Linked DNA regions of Mus musculus: region 2 is linked to region 1. The links are chromatin contacts, called in public HiChIP or PLAC-seq maps. All regions are on one chromosome and are shown on one strand. The core of a region is the stretch at or near the end of the contact, and the rest is flanking DNA. Distances in the headings are between cores, read along the strand shown. Region 1 holds the start of Trub1 (TruB pseudouridine (psi) synthase family member 1). Region 2 overlaps Afap1l2 (actin filament associated protein 1-like 2).

Region 1 (7,697 bases), core at 1,720-4,219:
TTTAAGTTTTATTCGCTGCAGTTGTTTTCCTAATCACAAAAGGAATGTGCAATCAAAGTAAAACTCTTACACATATTTATACCTTAGAAAGGTATGGGAAGCTAGGGGCAAGCAGCAGGCTGGACCAGGGAGTCAGAGCTAGGCTCTTGAACCACAAGCAGAAGGCAGAGTGAAGTCTGAGAATTATGCAAGGCTTTTCATCTCAGAGCTTGTCCCTAGTGACATGCCTCCTCCAGCAAGGCCACACTTCTGAAGCCTACCCAAACAGCCACCAACTAGAGACCATGTATTCAAAAATCTGAACCTGTGGGAGACATCTCATCCAGACCACTACACAACGCCTCATTGTATATCCCGACTGCCTTGGAACTCCCTTTGTAGACCAGGCTAGCCTGTATCCACAAAGAACTAACTTCCTTTGCCTCTCTTGAGTACAGGGATTAAAAGTGTGTCACCACATCCAGTAGAAAGAGCCTTCTTAGATGACACAGGTAGTTTTTTTTTCCCCTAAGCTCCACACATGTTAAAAGAGATAAAGGCATTTGAACACATGTATGGCAAGCTACATTTGTAACACATATCTATTTTTTTACATGCTAGACTTCCACTCTCAGGGAGATTGTCCCTACTCTCCCTTTGCAGAGGTTTCTATGGGAGCTGTCAGATACATTTGTGTTCAAAACGTTGATCGAGCACTGTATCTGATGCTATCCCAGGCCCTGGAGGCTGAAATTAACAAAGGATTCTTGTACTCATGAAGCTTATATTGTAACAAAGGAGGTCAGACATTAACAAAATTAGTAAAGTATGTAATATGTCAGTTGAGGCGGTGCCATGGAAAAAAATTAAGCAGGAACATGAGCTTCCATGGAGATAGGAAAGTGTTGTCAAGAGAGAGGGAAAGGAGGTGCTATGTTCTACAAGTGGGTCACTTCATCCAGAGGGTTTTGGAGACTGGGTCAAAATAGAAAGTTTAAGCCAACAATGTGAAATGCTTTATTAGAAGCAGACTGTCTTAATCAGTGCTTTGTTGCTCTGAAGAGATACCATGACCACAGCAACTCTTGTAAAGAAAACATTTCATTGGGGCTAGTTTACAGTTCAGAGGTTTAGTCCATTATCATCATGGTGGGAAGTATAGCTGCATGCAGGCAGATATGGTGCTGGAGAAAGAGCTGAGAGTCTACATCCAGATTAGCAGGCGGGAGGGAGGGAGGAAGTGAGGGAGAGAGTGAGGGAGAGAGTGAGGGGGAGAGTGAGGGAAAGGGAGAGGAGAGGAGAGGAGAGGAGAGGAGAGGAGAAGAGGAGAAGAGGAGAAGAGGGGGAGGGGGAGAGGGAGAGTGAGGGAAAGGGAGAGGAGAGGAGAGGAGAGGAGAGGAGAGGAGAGGAGAGGAGAGAGATGAGGGAGAGGGGAAGAGGAGGAGGGGAGAGAGGGAGAGGGAGGGAGAGGGGGAGAGGAAGAGGAAGAGGGGAAGAGGAGGAGAGGGGGAGGGGAAGAGGGAGAGGAGGGAGAAAGACTAGGAGACTGGCTTGAGCATTTGAAACCCCTCCAAACCCACCCCAGTGACACACTTAGTCCAACAAGGCCATAGCTCCTAATCTTTGTCAAGTAGCACCACTCCCTTAATGAAAAAGCATTCAAATCTATGAGGCTGTGGGGACCATTCCTATCCAAATCACCACACAGTTAGAGAACAGAGAACATAGATTAGAGGGTAGCAGAAAAGAGATATGGTGGGGGTGGGGGAGAGGGAAGGAGAGATGGCAGACTGTCTTAGTCAGTCTGAAATATAATATTAAATAAAATGACCTGTGAGTTAAAGGCTTGTCCAATGTGTAAGATGTTGGCTACTTTAGGAAATTAGAGCTTGATTTTTCTAATGCCCAGAATACTCTATCTGTAATGATTCCTCTGACATACATTTGTTGCGTGAATGGTAGACGTGTAACTGGCATCCCCTGACTGGGATCATTAGGCAATGAGGCATCATTAGGGAAGAATGTTAGCCTGGCAGAGCACTATGAGAAAGAATGGCTGTAAGGCAATGTGGGGAAACAAAGAAGACAAAGTGGCTATCCCATAATAACCACACTTCCATTTAATGCATTTGGGGAAGAAGTAAAAGGATTTTTTTTTCCTCTCTTAGAGGGACAGCCTAATGCGAGGTCTGCAAAGAGTTTAAATATTAATTTAAACCATAGGCGTTTTTGTTGTTTTGGGTTTTACTTGTTTGTTTGTTGAGATAAGGTCTCAGTATGTTACCCTGGGTGGCCCGGAACTCACAGAAATCCACCTGCCTCTGACTTCTAAATGCTGGGATTAAAGGCATTCACTGTAGGGGGCTAGGGGGAATTTATGCTAGAGTGAGTTGGTAAATCCTGATCGGACACATTAGTCAAACAATGAATTTTGATTGTTGGTCCTTGATGTTTTGTCTCAGGAATGAGACAGTGGCCAAATAACTGAATGGACCTTGGGGCTAGCTTTAGGAATGTAACCTACAGTTTAGCAGGGGAGAAGGAAAAGGGGAAGAAGAGTAAAGCCTGTTGGTGCCATGTTTGCCATGCCTGTTAGAGAGCCCTTCATGCACCACCACGAATGGATCAACCATATATAGTTTTTGATTCCTATAAAGGAATAGAAACTCCAAAAGAACATTAACATTTTTTTTAGAACTGTCAAAAACTGCAGTCAAAAATTCAAAATTCATACACACACACACACACACACACACACATGCAGGTTATGGGGGGGCGGTACAGAAAGGAAGTGACTCTACCTCAAATACACAAATTAGGTGTTTGCGTTGGATAGTTTACAGCGGCAACTCCAATGTACCTCTTCACGACTAAGAGCATTTGGTAACAGAGATATTAAAGGTTCCAGCAGAACTCCGAGATGCCAGAGCAAGCCATTGGCCTATACCGAGCCTATGGACTACAATTCCCAGAAGGCCTTGCAACACATCGGTGTCATCTCTGCTCGCCTCTTGGCCCAGGCCGTGAAAGCATGGCAGCTGCAGAGGCAGAGGTGGTTTCACCTCTGATTGTGGACACAGCTCCTGACACTTCAGGAACAGCCGAGGCCTCTGTAGCAGCATCGGTGGCGGAAGCGGCCAGGACTGAATCGCAAGCCCCGGCCTCCAAGGCCGCCCTGGCTGCTAAGCTCATGTCGCTGAGCGGCGTGTTCGCCGTGCACAAGCCCAAAGGGCCCACTTCAGCCGAGCTGCTGAACCGGCTGAAGGAGAAGCTGCTGGCAGGTACTGCCGCCCGGGTAGGGACCAGGCTGAGGAGTTCTCCACCACACTGGGATTTTTATCTCTAGTCTTTCTTCTTTTACTTACTGACTTACTTTGTGCGTCTGTGGCTCAAGATAGAAAGAGTGACCACCGAATTAACTCTGGACGAAAACCCAGGGCATCTTAGGCTTGGACTTACCCAAGTGCACACTCTTTCAACAGTGGCCCTTTGAGCTTCTCACGGGAAGTACGTGTAGAGTTGGGGGACCAGTCTGCATATACAGGTTTTCACCCTGGTGGCTGCAGCCCAGTTTTCTGTAGTTTGATCCCTCCCAGGGTTTTTGTTTAACTCTTGCGAATGAGTACCACCAGAGGAAATGCAGGCTCTCTACCCCTAAGTTGCAAACTTAAAAGTTTATTTGAAAAGCACATAGGCTGAGTTAGCTAGGATTTAGAAAGGACACCACTTTCACCTTTTAGTGGGCACGGTGATTCGTCTTCTATACAAATGCAGGTTCCTGATCCCCACACTTGCAGACCCTGAAAGTCTGAAGATCTGGGATTATTTTGGAAATTGTGCTCTATTGCTTCAGATTGTGCTTTCTTTCTTCTTCTTTTTTTAATGTAGTATTTTTTGAGGAACATTAAAATAGAAGATGGCCATTTTTCTAACCATTCTTCCTCTTGATCATTTATAACAGGAGCATTAAAAAGCCAAAACCCTTTAGTTTTGTTTTGCGTGTGAATGTGTATGCAGTGTGAGTGTGTGTTTGTAGGTGAGAGGTGATGTTGGCCATCTTCAGACATGGCTTTCCATCTTGTGTATTGAGCCAGAGTACCTCACTTGAACCTAGATCCTGCCAATTAGGCAAGTCTGCCTACTCAGCTTGTTTTAGGGACAACTGGCTAGGAATCAGGGTAGCATTCAGTGTCACCCTCGTGTTTATAGGGGTGCTGGAGATCCAAGCTCTGGTCCTCACTATTGCTTGGCGAGCACTTTACCCTGTGAACAGTCCCCACGGAGCCTTTCTTTTACTGGATTCTCATGTTAAGCTGCATCTGTGGAATCCTATAGGGACATAGGATGAACAGTGGCCGCCTCTTCCCTTAAGTCGGCTTACAGTCTTGTGATCTCTGCAGTTCCAGATTCTCCAGAGCTTCAGCTTAGCTTGTCTTGTTACAGGTACAGAGAAACCTCTCACAGTGCTCAGTGTCACCTGGAAGACTTAATCTAGTTTTGTTTGTTTGTTTTGAGATAGGTTTGCCTTGAGCTCAACTCAGTGATCCTCCTGCCTGAGCTCCTGAATGTGAGACTTACAGATGGGCACCTCCATTCTGATTTAAATTTTCTCTTTTAGCCAGGAGCCAAACTATTCTGATAAAAACTTTGCTAATTTAAATGTTTATTGAACAGATACACACATTCTTCCGGATGCTAAACAATGGTGTTATACTTGCTCATTTGTGCTCATCGTTAAGTGTGGTGGCTAACTTTGATTGCCACCCCAATATCATCTAGAATTCCCAGTTTCAGTAAGGGATAGGGAACATCTATATTGGGTTGGCTTGTGGCCATGTCTGTGAGGGATTGTTTTAATTAAGCTCATTGAGAGAGGAAGACGCGGCCTGCTGTGGGTGGCACCCTCCCCTAGACAGGGCATTTGAACTGTGTGAGAACTGGAGCTGGACACAAGTGTGTGAGCCTTCGTTCTCATCTCATCCTGACTGTGGATGTGGTAGAGAGTAAGCTGGAATTCTGAGCTAAAATAGACTCTCGTGAGTTACCTTTTGAGGGTATTTTATTACAGCGTTAATGACACTAGCGCATCGGATTTTAGGGGACATTGAACTGAGGACTTGCATCAAAAGGAATCATTGTGATGGGGTATTTGTTTGTTTGTTGTTTTTTTCTTTCACAGATATGTTGCTTTCGTTTGTCCTGATTTGTTAGTAAACTGGCTTTTTGTACCAAAGATTACGGTTCTTAAAGAAGCTTTTCATAGCATCAAAACGCTGAAGTTTCTTGGTTGCACTTTGTTGGGACTGATTGCTTCAAGGCTGTCACTAGGCTGGTTTCTGCAGAGCACCCACTGATATGCTGAAGTCTTCCTCTCCTAACAGTGCCTGTGATTCCGTATTCATATTAGCTAAGCGAGCTTCCTAGCCCAGTGCCTGTGATTGGGTGATTCCGTATTCCCTATTAGCGAACTCAGACTTCCCCAGTGCCTGTGATTGGTCGATTCTGTATTCATATTAGCTAAGCGAGCTTCCCACTGGGGAAGTGTCTGTGATTGGTCAATTCCGTATTCATATTAGCTAAGCGAGTTTCCCCAGTGCCTGTGACTGGGTAATTCCGTATTCCCTATTAGCGAACTCAGGCTTCCCCAGTGCCTGTGATTGGTCGATTCTGTATTCATATTAGCTAAGCGAGCTTCCCCAATGCCTGTGATTGGTCGATTCCGTATTCATATTAGCTAAGCGAGTTTCCCCAGTGCCTGCGATTGGGTAATTCCGTATTCCCTATTAGCGAACTCAGGCTTCCCCAGTGCCTGTGATTGGTCGATTCCGTATTCATATTAGCTAAGAGAGTTTCCCCAGTGCCTGCGATTGGGTAATTCCGTATTCCCTAGTAGCGAACTCAGGCTTCCCCAGTGCCTGTGTTTGGTTGATTCCGTATTCATACTAGCTAATTGAGCTTTCCCAGTCCCAGGCTAAGCACCTGTCAGAATCGCCCTGCAAGATTCTAAAAGATAGCATTCTGTTCTATCCAGGTTTGACAACCACTGATTCGCTCAGCCAGGAGGCATAGCCTCTTCAAAAACATTCCTTGCCCGTCCTTACATTGATTTCCCCCGTTGTAGAATCTCTTCTCCGTGACTTTGAACCTTTCAAGGCCTGAAGCATGCTAGGTTTTTATAGGTAGAAAGGACCTTAAATGGTCATCCATAAACAGCCATCTGAGTATTCGATTCAAGAGTGAACACAATTTCAACAGTGTGAATGAGTTAGAGACAAGATGACTGAATTTATGAGACCTTTATACTAAGGCATATCAAGTTAAAAACTCGGAGTTCCCCAGTGTACTTTTGTAAGTTCACTGACAGAGATCCATGATACATTGCAAGTGGAAGGTGAAGTGTTTGAAGTCCAGGCCCACGGTGCTGGGATCTCGTTCCTCCAAGTTTGGTGATGTTAGAGTCCAAGTGTACACCCGATCTTAAGGCTCTGAACCACTGGCATGGTAGTCAGGCTGTGAGGTTGAGCGGCCCAGCACAGCCATCTGAATGTTCTGTTGTAAAGATTTATTTATTTATTTTATCTATGTGAGTACACTGTTGCTGTCTTCAGACACACCAGAAGGAGGCAGTGCAGATGGTTGTGAGCCCCCATGTGGTTGCTGGGAATTGAACTCAGGCTCCCCGGAAGAGCAGTCAGTGCTACTTATTAACCTCTGAGCCATCTCTCCAGCCCCGTCTGAGAGTTTAAGCTGGCTTCTGTCTCTGCCCTGCCCTCTTTTCATTGTGTGCTGTTTTCTGTCTCCTGGTGTCAATAGTTTTAAAGTAGGTTTAACAGGCTGAGGGTCAGGGGATTGCTGTGACAGGTGTCGTATAGCTCGTCTGTAATGATGGAGATGTGATGTAAGCAGTGTTGGAATCCTCTCTTTCTTTATTAAATGCTTCAGAAGTCAAGTGGTAACTAACAGCTCTGAGCTGACACTTAAGCTCTTGTTGAGATTAGCGTCTTTAATGAATTGAAAGTTTTGATCATGTGGACAAGTAGTAAAACTAGCTGAGGACTAGGTGTAGATAGAAATAGCCCTGTATGAGATGTGCTCCCAGTTAGTAGACGCCAGGGAGGGACAGAAGAAATCACAGACATTTAGAGACTGTAGCTGAGGTCTCTTAAAACTAGCTGCATATGCCAAAGCTAACTTTTTTGTTACTTTCTAACTATTGATATATCACTAGAAGTCACCCAGTTAGCTTAAATATTGACTTAGACTTTTGTTTTTCTTGGGGCTGGAAAGATGGCTCCACAGATAAGGACATTGGGCTGATATTCCAGAGGTCCCAGGTTCAATTCGCAGCATCCACTTGGTGTCTCATGTCCATCTAGAACTCTAGTTCCCAGGACTCTGCTGCCCTCTTCTGGCCTCCTTAGACACTGCATGTACATGGTTTACAGATATACATGTAACGAGATTGTCTATACACATCTAGATATAGATAGATCCACACACATATAGATGGATACATACATACATACATACATACATACATACCTAATTGTTTCTCTTAAAATGAGTTCAGTTTCTATTTCACTAATTTTGAAATACTGTTCTTTTGTAATTTAGGAAATCTTTCTCTCTTCATGTGTGTGTGTGTGTTCACACATGTGTGGAGGCCAGAGGTCAACCTCAGGAGTCATTCCTCTGTCCACATTAATTTTTGAGACAAG
Region 2 (7,697 bases), core at 2,797-5,296, 520 kb before region 1:
CCATGCATCCATGGATCCATGCATCCGTGCATCTGCCCACTCATGTATCCATTGCCTATACATCAACACATTCATCTAGCCATCCTTTAGAACATATTATGGGAAAGAAAAGGTGACTCTGGATTCCAATGGCATCCCCTATCGAGATCTAGTGATCTTGATATTCTGCCTGAATTCCTAGTGAACAAGGAGTTCAATGTTCCCCTATTCCTAGACACTCCACTCTGATCAGAAAAACATGCCCCGTTGCTGCTTCCCCGAGCCCTCCAAATAGTAGTTCCTGATCTGTCCCTGAGATAGACTGAGAAATAGCCCCACCATCCCATGACTCCTTTCAAGAGATGAACTGGACGTGGTGGCGCACACCTTTAATCCCAGCACTCGGGAGGCAGAGGCAGGCAGATTTCTGAATTCAAGGCCAGCCTGGTCTACAAAGTGAGTTTCAGGACAGACAGGGCTATTCAGAGAAACCCTGTCTCGAAAAACCAAAAAAAGAAAGAAAAAAAAAAAAAACAGAGAGAGAGAGAGAGATGAACTTGTGTGGTGTCGTCCCTTTTGTATTTTTAGCTGGATTCCTGCATACTAGTTAAATAGAGTTGCAGTTGAATTAGAATACAGGAAAGTGGAATGGGGCTAGTGTGGTCCTTATGTTAGCCATGGCGCCAAACAAAATGTATTGACTTTGTTTCAATACTGTTAAGAGTAATCCTTAAGTCTTCTCACACCAGTTTTAAGAGTAGCATGATACCACTCATCTTCCTGCCTTACCAAATGCATATAAACCAAACAGCTACAAATATACAGAGAGAGAAAATAATGACACTTTCCAGAGGAGGACCCTGAGGTCCAGTGTAGCTGTAGAACAGAAAACACACACAAGCCTCTCAGGAAGGGACCAGGCAGCCTGTTGTTCCATGAGCCACAAGGCATGCATACATACTTTCTGATCCAGTAACCCCAGTCCTGGAAGGTTGTCCTAGGAAACTAACTTTCAAAACAAGAAGTCAGGGGCCCAGCAAGATGGCTCACTGGGTAAGGGCATTTGCTTCCAGGCCTGAGGTTGACTTCCACATGTGTTGTGGTATGGACATGTCACCCTGTCCTTGGGACTAGCTCTCAAATCAGTGTAAAACTTAAAAGAAAAGATTGAACACTTGTCTAACCCACAGAAGACACAAGGCAAGATCCCAGCACCACAATAAACAGATAACAATGTAACAATAGGAAGAAGGAACATTCTGCAAATTAACATAGTGTCATATAGTAGAGTGTTATTTAGTAGCCAGCAGCAGGGGGCCAATATGATTGTATCTACTTGGAAGTGTTTTTGTACCCACAATCAATTAAAGCCCTGAAAACTAGTTTGCAATTCAGTCAAGGCCCTAAGAGAAGAGGACCAGGAGAAGGAACATCTAATAAACATGCAGATAGACTGTGAGGCAAAACTCTGGGGAGTGGCAGATGACCAGGAAAGTGCTTAGGCTAAGTTTCCCAAGCTGTCAGTATTGTAGCACCTGTAATGAAAAATTAAATGAGGAGAGTGGCTCTTCCTTACAGAACAAGAATGAACCTGAGCCAAGAGAGACTGCGAATCTCTCACTCTGTCCCTAGCGCCCAGTGTGTGCTTCTGAGATGACTCTGCATGTCCCCAGTGCCTGGTATGTGCTTCTGAGATGACCCTGCATGTCCCTAGCACCCATTGTGTGCTTCTGAGATGACCCTGCACGTCCCTAGCACCCAGTGTGTGCTTCTGAGATGACCCTGCATGTCCCCAGTGCCCCGTGTGTGCTTCTGAGATGACCCTGCATGTCCCTAGCGCCCAGTGTGTGCTTCTGAGATGACCCTGCATGTCCCTAGCACCCAGTGTGTGCTTCTGAGATGACCCTGCATGTCCCTAGCGCCCCGTGTATGCTTCTGAGATGACCCTGCATGTCCCCAGTGCTCCGTGTGTGCTTCTGAGATGACCCTGCATGTCCCTAGCACCCAGTGTGTGCCTCTGAGATGGCCCTGCATGCTTCCCGAGGAGCTCTGGTGCTGTGAGGTTGCCAGAAGCTAGCTGAGATAGAAAAGCTAATCCTAGTGCCAGGAGTAGCTTGGCAATTTTTAGGGCAAATATATTAATGTTGTATTTAGCCTCAGGAAGGATGACAGCCCCTGTGTTGAGTTTCCTTAGCATGGATCGCTGACTTGCAGGGGTGTGGTGAGAGGAGGAATGTGCGGCAGCAGGTCCTCACCCATGTTTTCAGGTCCCACGGGCAGGAGAGTGTATGACAATGGACATGCAGGACCAGCCATGGGGACAGGAAGAAGGCAGTAGCCTCCCAGGGCATGCACCCATCTCAGAGCAGGTAACAAGCAGGAAACAAACTGGCACTCTAACTCGAGGACAAGCAGTACCCAAGGTGATCGTGGCGTAAAGGACTCCTTCAGGCAACCGTGTCCATCTGGGGACTCCAGTGGGAAGATATGCTCCATAATGACCTGTGTGGTTGAAGCTCAAAGGTATGGGCAGAGGAGGGGGAGAGGGGAGGGAAGAGGGAGGGAGGGAAAGTGGGAGAGAGGGGGAAGGGAGGAGAGGAGGGAAGGGGAGGATGAAGAGAGAGAGGCATAGTCTACACAAAGACTCAGATGTGATATGTGGCTGCCTACCGCTAGGAGCAGTGGTTCTCAACCTGTGGGTCGTGACCCCTTTGGGGATTGAATGACCTTTTCACAGGGGTCACCTAAGAGCACCAGTAAACATAGGTATTTACATTATGATTCATAACTGTAGCAAAATTATATATATTTAGTAGCAACGAGAATAATTTTATGGTTGGGGGGTCACCATAAATGACAAACTACATTAAATGGCTGCAGCATTGGGAAGGTTGAGAACTGCTGCACCCGAAGCTACTGCTGTCTCCTCCGAGGCGTGGACTTCTCAGGAGAGGCCAAGGATGTCATTCATGAGATCTGTTCACATGACCACTAGAGGTGACCGCCAGTCTTCACCAGAGGGGTGTGGACAGAATGACTTGCATCATGTCTGGGCAGTGCCTTTAAGAAACAGGCAGGCAGCCGGGCGGTGGTGGCACATGCCTTTAATCCCACCCAGCACTTGGGAGGCAGAGGCAGGCAGATTTCTGAGTTCGAGGCCAGCCTGGTCTACAAAGTGAGTTCCAGGACAGCTGGGGCTAGACAGAGAAACCCTGTCTCGAAAAACCAAAAAAAAAAAAAAAAAAAAAAAGAAAGAAAGAAAAGAAACGGGCAGGCATTTTTTAGTCCCTCTTTGCCCTGGAGGGTGGCTGAGCCAAAGATTAGAGGCGCCCAAGTATTCATTACACAGGATCAGAAATGCCACGCTGCTCAGAGTAGAAACCAATGCCTGAGAGCTATGTGTTACAGCAAATGGTCTTTTCCCCCAGCATCAGGACGAAGACATCTTGGGCAAACAGAGAGACGGTAATGTCTCAAGCATGAACGTGCAGCGTGCTCAGTTAGAGAGAGGACCCTGCTCTGTGGACAGTGCTGGGACATTACTGCTGAAGCAGGACAGAGTCCCAGCAGCTGGCCTTACCTACAAAGCTAGCACAATCTTGTTAGCTACCCAGCTGGAGCAACCCCTATACCTATTCACCCTTCCTTTTGCTAAGACCAGGTCACCCTGCTCAAGCAGGTGTGGGGACAGCAGACAGGAAGTGAGGGCTATTTGGCTGGCCACACAGGTAAAGGTCACAAGGATGTCCAACTTCCCAAGTTGTCCCTAGACCTCATGATGGCAGGAGAGATGGGCAGCCTTCCCACTCCCTACTTCTCTGGCCCACTCCCTGGGGTGAGTCAGAACTGACACAGTGGGAAGCCCCTGGCCAGGCAGTAAGCACGGGCAAGCAGCAAACAGCAAGGGGCTGGGTGTTTCTGACCACTTGTTTGTGTGGAGTTGAAAAGTCTGCCCCTGTGTGTTTGGGAGACAGGTCCTGGCTGGCAGGGGCCACACCCAGGAGAGGAGATACACAGAGGTGCTCACTAGTGAGTCACTGTTTCTGCCTCCAGGATACACCCAGACAGCATCGCCACGCCCTTGGTTGGCTTGGGTCTGAAATCACAGCCTGGCTGTGACTCCCCAGCACCTCACTGGCTCCGTGGGCTAAGGTGAAGCTCATCTGCCCACAGTGCCAACCGCTTATAATACCCTGGGCCCCCGACAAGCCCTCGCCTCCCACGCGGTTCCTGGGACTGGAGTGCCATAGGTTAAAAAGGAAGAGAAAAACCCAAGTCACAGCTCCAGGTCCCAACTCACTCTAGTCCCTCTTGTTGAAGAAGTGTACAAGGCTCACCCGCTTCAGCCAAGTTCGTCCCCACCACCGGGCACCCACCCTCACCTTCGACATTTGCCAAGTGCTGTGTGACGACTACGGAGCAGTCTCACAAAGGAGAGGCTGAGGAGATGCTAATCTTGATGGTGCTGCCCTGGAGGGACATTGATCGACGACTTGTCCCCGGTGTGGTGTTACTGAGAGACACTCTGGACCATTGAGAGTTTTGGGGGGACTGGAGAGATGGCTTGGTGGCTAACTGCACTTGCTGATTTTACAGAGGACACAGGTTTGATTCTGATCACCCACAGGCTGGTCACAGCTACCTGTAACTCTAATTCCAGGGGACTCTGGCGCCCTCTTCTGGCTTCCTTGGCTACGAGGCACAAACATGTACAGGCAAAACACTCAGACAGATAAAAATAAACAGGTTCCTTACTTTAAAAAAAGCTCAGATAAAACAGTGAGGCCTTGTCAGAGGCCGTTGGTACTGGGGTGTCCTCAAAAGGGACCAAAGGATCGCTCCCAACCCTGCTTTTGCTTGTTGGCTTTGAGGTGATCACGTTGCACGTGGCCTCTTACAGTCCCAATGCAGCCTAGAACAATGTGCCTGCCCAGTCTTGAACTAGAGGCCCTAAACTTGTGGCCCTAAAGTTCCTTTTCACCTCAGAAGTTATTTATCCCAGGTACCTCATGATAGTGACAAAAGGCCAGCTTCTGTAAGCTGAGGACCTTGGCCAAGAAGACTGGGATCCTGGCATTCAGCTCAGGGCGGATAGCCCATTCGCAATATGTCCAAAACCTAAGCCAGGCCAGTCATGAGCTGCCCTGCAAAGAAAGGCTTACAGTCCCATTCCAGGAAAAACCAAAGTCCTCAGTGTGTTCTCTCTGCAGCCCTTCTGTACGCTCCACTCCGCTCGCCTCTGAACTCACCCGGCCCTGCCCTGCCACAGCGGACTCTTCTCTGACTAAAGAACCCTTCTGCTCTCTGCCCAGAATTCTGCTCCTGCAGTTACCTGCCCGATCTTTTTCCCATAGCTCCCTTCATCCTGAGGTCATAGTGTCGGTATTGGAATACCTGCTTTCCTGCAGTAAGCTGAGTCACTGTCCTGTTTTCTGCATTAATAGCCATCACCAAACATAATCTGATATGTTGTGGTCTGTGCTCCCTCCATTGGCTTCAAGTGTTCTCATCCTGCTGGTGGGAGCTTAGTAACTGAACCCAGAAAAAGAACGTGAATGCTTCCCCCCCCAAACTCAGCCTGACCTCCACATGTATTCCCGCAGGCCCCTTAACCCGCACACCTCTCCTATGCCACCTCTTTGTGTTCAGTGCTGCAACAGCCAGTGCAAGAGGCTGGAACCCCGTGGATACAGGAAGCTGTTCCGGTGGCCATGCCCTGCCCTTCCTCACCGGCAGGCAAGGTCTGCACACTTCACGCTGACCAAAGGATGAATGCTTTGCATGGCCGGTTCTCAGTGAGGTCATTTCCTGTGTCTTGTCACTCACTGCGCCTGCCTCTGCTTAAGAGCCCGAGGTGAGCTGTCACCAGATCACGAGTCAGCAGCAGCCTGTGGGCTATAGCAGTTAGACCCTCTGGGCCAGCCCCTCGGACATACCATTGATGGATCTGTCAAATGGCTCAGCCTCTTCATAGTAGCCCTCAGGGGACTCGATCTTTGGAACGGTGGGCTGTTTCCTCTCTGGAATCTGTAGCACAAACAAAGCCAACAGCTTCAGATGGAGCATACTGGGAGCAACTAGGGTTAACCTTTCATGCGGGGAGAGGGAGAACTCCAGGTTTTATGCTATGTGACCGGTGCTTATGGTCCTCTCGTGGGGTGTCATGGTGACGTCTTCCAGGATGGGTAGAGCCTGGCAGTGAGCTAGTTCCAAGCCTGCCGCTCTCAATTCTGAGTTTCTCTGGGGTTCTGAAGCTGCTTCAACCTTACCAGTTCTTCTGTCTGGTGGCACAGCCCACATCTGCCATACGACAAAAGAGACCAGCAAGGACTAGCTCCTTCATTAAGGATCACCCAGGGGGAGGCCTTTGCTGTAAAGAGCCACACCCAAATCTTCAAGAGAAGGAAAGCCTTCTCTCTTCCAGCCCCTCCGTATTCTGGACACTCACTCAGAACCAAACCAGATTCCTCACGGCTCAAACCTTGAGACCACTGTTCTCAGCTCCCTGTGGTCCCCAGTGGTGTCTGGGTACACAGGAGATTGAGAACCACAACCTCCACCACTGATCTCACTGCTTCTCACCCAGAAAAACACGGGCTGGTACTCCCCATCACAGACTGCGTTCTGCCTCTCCCGAGCAGTGTGCCTGGAGCACTCCAGCACCCCAGAGGCAAGGCAGAGACGAGCAGCCTGAGAGGACATGTGACCGTAGATGGTTGGGCTCACGGGGTGGTTTGAATAAGGAATGGCCCCTACAGACTCATGTGTTTGCATGCTTGACCTAGAGGAAGTGGTTCTATTAGGAGGTGTGGCCTCATTGGAGTGGGTATGGTCTTGTTGGAGAAGGTGTGGCCTTGCTGGAGAAGGTGTGGCCTTGTTGGAGTAAGTGTGGCCTCATTGGAGGAAGTATGTCACTGTGGAGGTGGGCTTTGAGATCTCATATATGCTCAAGCTATTCCCAGTGTGTCAGTCTCCTGTTGCCTACAGATCAAGTTGTAGAACTCTCAGCTCCTTCCCCAGTACCATGTCTGCCTGCACACCACCATGTTCCCAGCCATGACAGTCATGGACTAAACCTCTGAAAATATAAGCCAGCCCCAATTAAATGTTTTCCTTTATAAGAATTGCTGAGGTCATGGTGTCTCTTCACAGCAATAGAAACCCAAATACAATTTGTCTAGGCTGTAGTATTTAAAAAAAAAAGCAGAAACGTCTGTCACTTGCAAACACAGAGGGTTAAACTGTGCTGGGCAACATGAAGTGTTCGGTAAATGTCTGTATTTACTAGCCTAAAGAAAAAAATAGTCGGGGCCTAGCAAACACAGAGTGGATGATCACAGTCAGCTATTGGATGGGTCATACGGCCCCCATGGAGGAGCTAAAGAAAGTACCCAAGGAGCTAAAGGGAACTGCAACCCTATAGGTGGAACAACAATATGAACTAACCAGTGCCCCGGAGCTCTTGTCTCTAGCTGCATATGTATCAAAAGATAGCCTAGTCGGCCATCACTGGAAAGAGAGGCCATGTGGACTTGCAAACTTTATATGCCCCAGTACAGGGGAACACCAGGGCCAAAAAGGGGGAGTGGGTGGGTAGGGGATTGTGGGGGTGGGTATAGGGGACTTTTGGGATAGCATTGGAAATGTAAATGAGGAAAATATCTAATTAAAAAAAATGTTACAAAAAATATATAAAAACATCAAAGTCCCATGTGTAT

The links. HiChIP or PLAC-seq counts read pairs in DNA pulled down with a chosen protein or histone mark.
Region 2: a contact with region 1 is called in an H3K27ac HiChIP or PLAC-seq map of embryonic stem cells, with 5 times the contacts expected there. The contact joins the enhancer-like site here to the promoter of Trub1 in region 1. A contact is called at or near these places in 2 of 39 promoter capture datasets (the C10 cell line and pre-B cells), 1 of 15 datasets of contacts at CTCF or cohesin (large pre-B cells), 6 of 484 Hi-C or Micro-C datasets (B cells, the HL-1 cell line, cortical neurons and 3 more) and 2 of 115 datasets of contacts at active chromatin or transcription factors (embryonic stem cells and large pre-B cells).

Annotation. Positions count from the first base shown.
Region 1 is chr19:57,449,937-57,457,633 of GRCm38.p6, forward strand. It overlaps Trub1 (TruB pseudouridine (psi) synthase family member 1), which reads left to right and starts at 2,970. Exons shown (of 8, transcript NM_028115.3): 1 at 2,970-3,260. The coding sequence starts at 3,011.
Region 2 is chr19:56,931,320-56,939,016 of GRCm38.p6, forward strand. Afap1l2 (actin filament associated protein 1-like 2) reads right to left here. Exons shown (of 19, transcript NM_001177797.1): 5 at 5,916-6,006. Among named protein-coding and RNA genes, the nearest start is that of Gm38597, 43 kb to the right of the region's middle. Within about 2 kb of position 4,047, at least 55 of the 459 cell types and tissues checked have an H3K27ac peak or open chromatin away from gene starts, as enhancers often do. A contact at or near this core is called in the HL-1 cell line and embryonic stem cells, where this site is marked.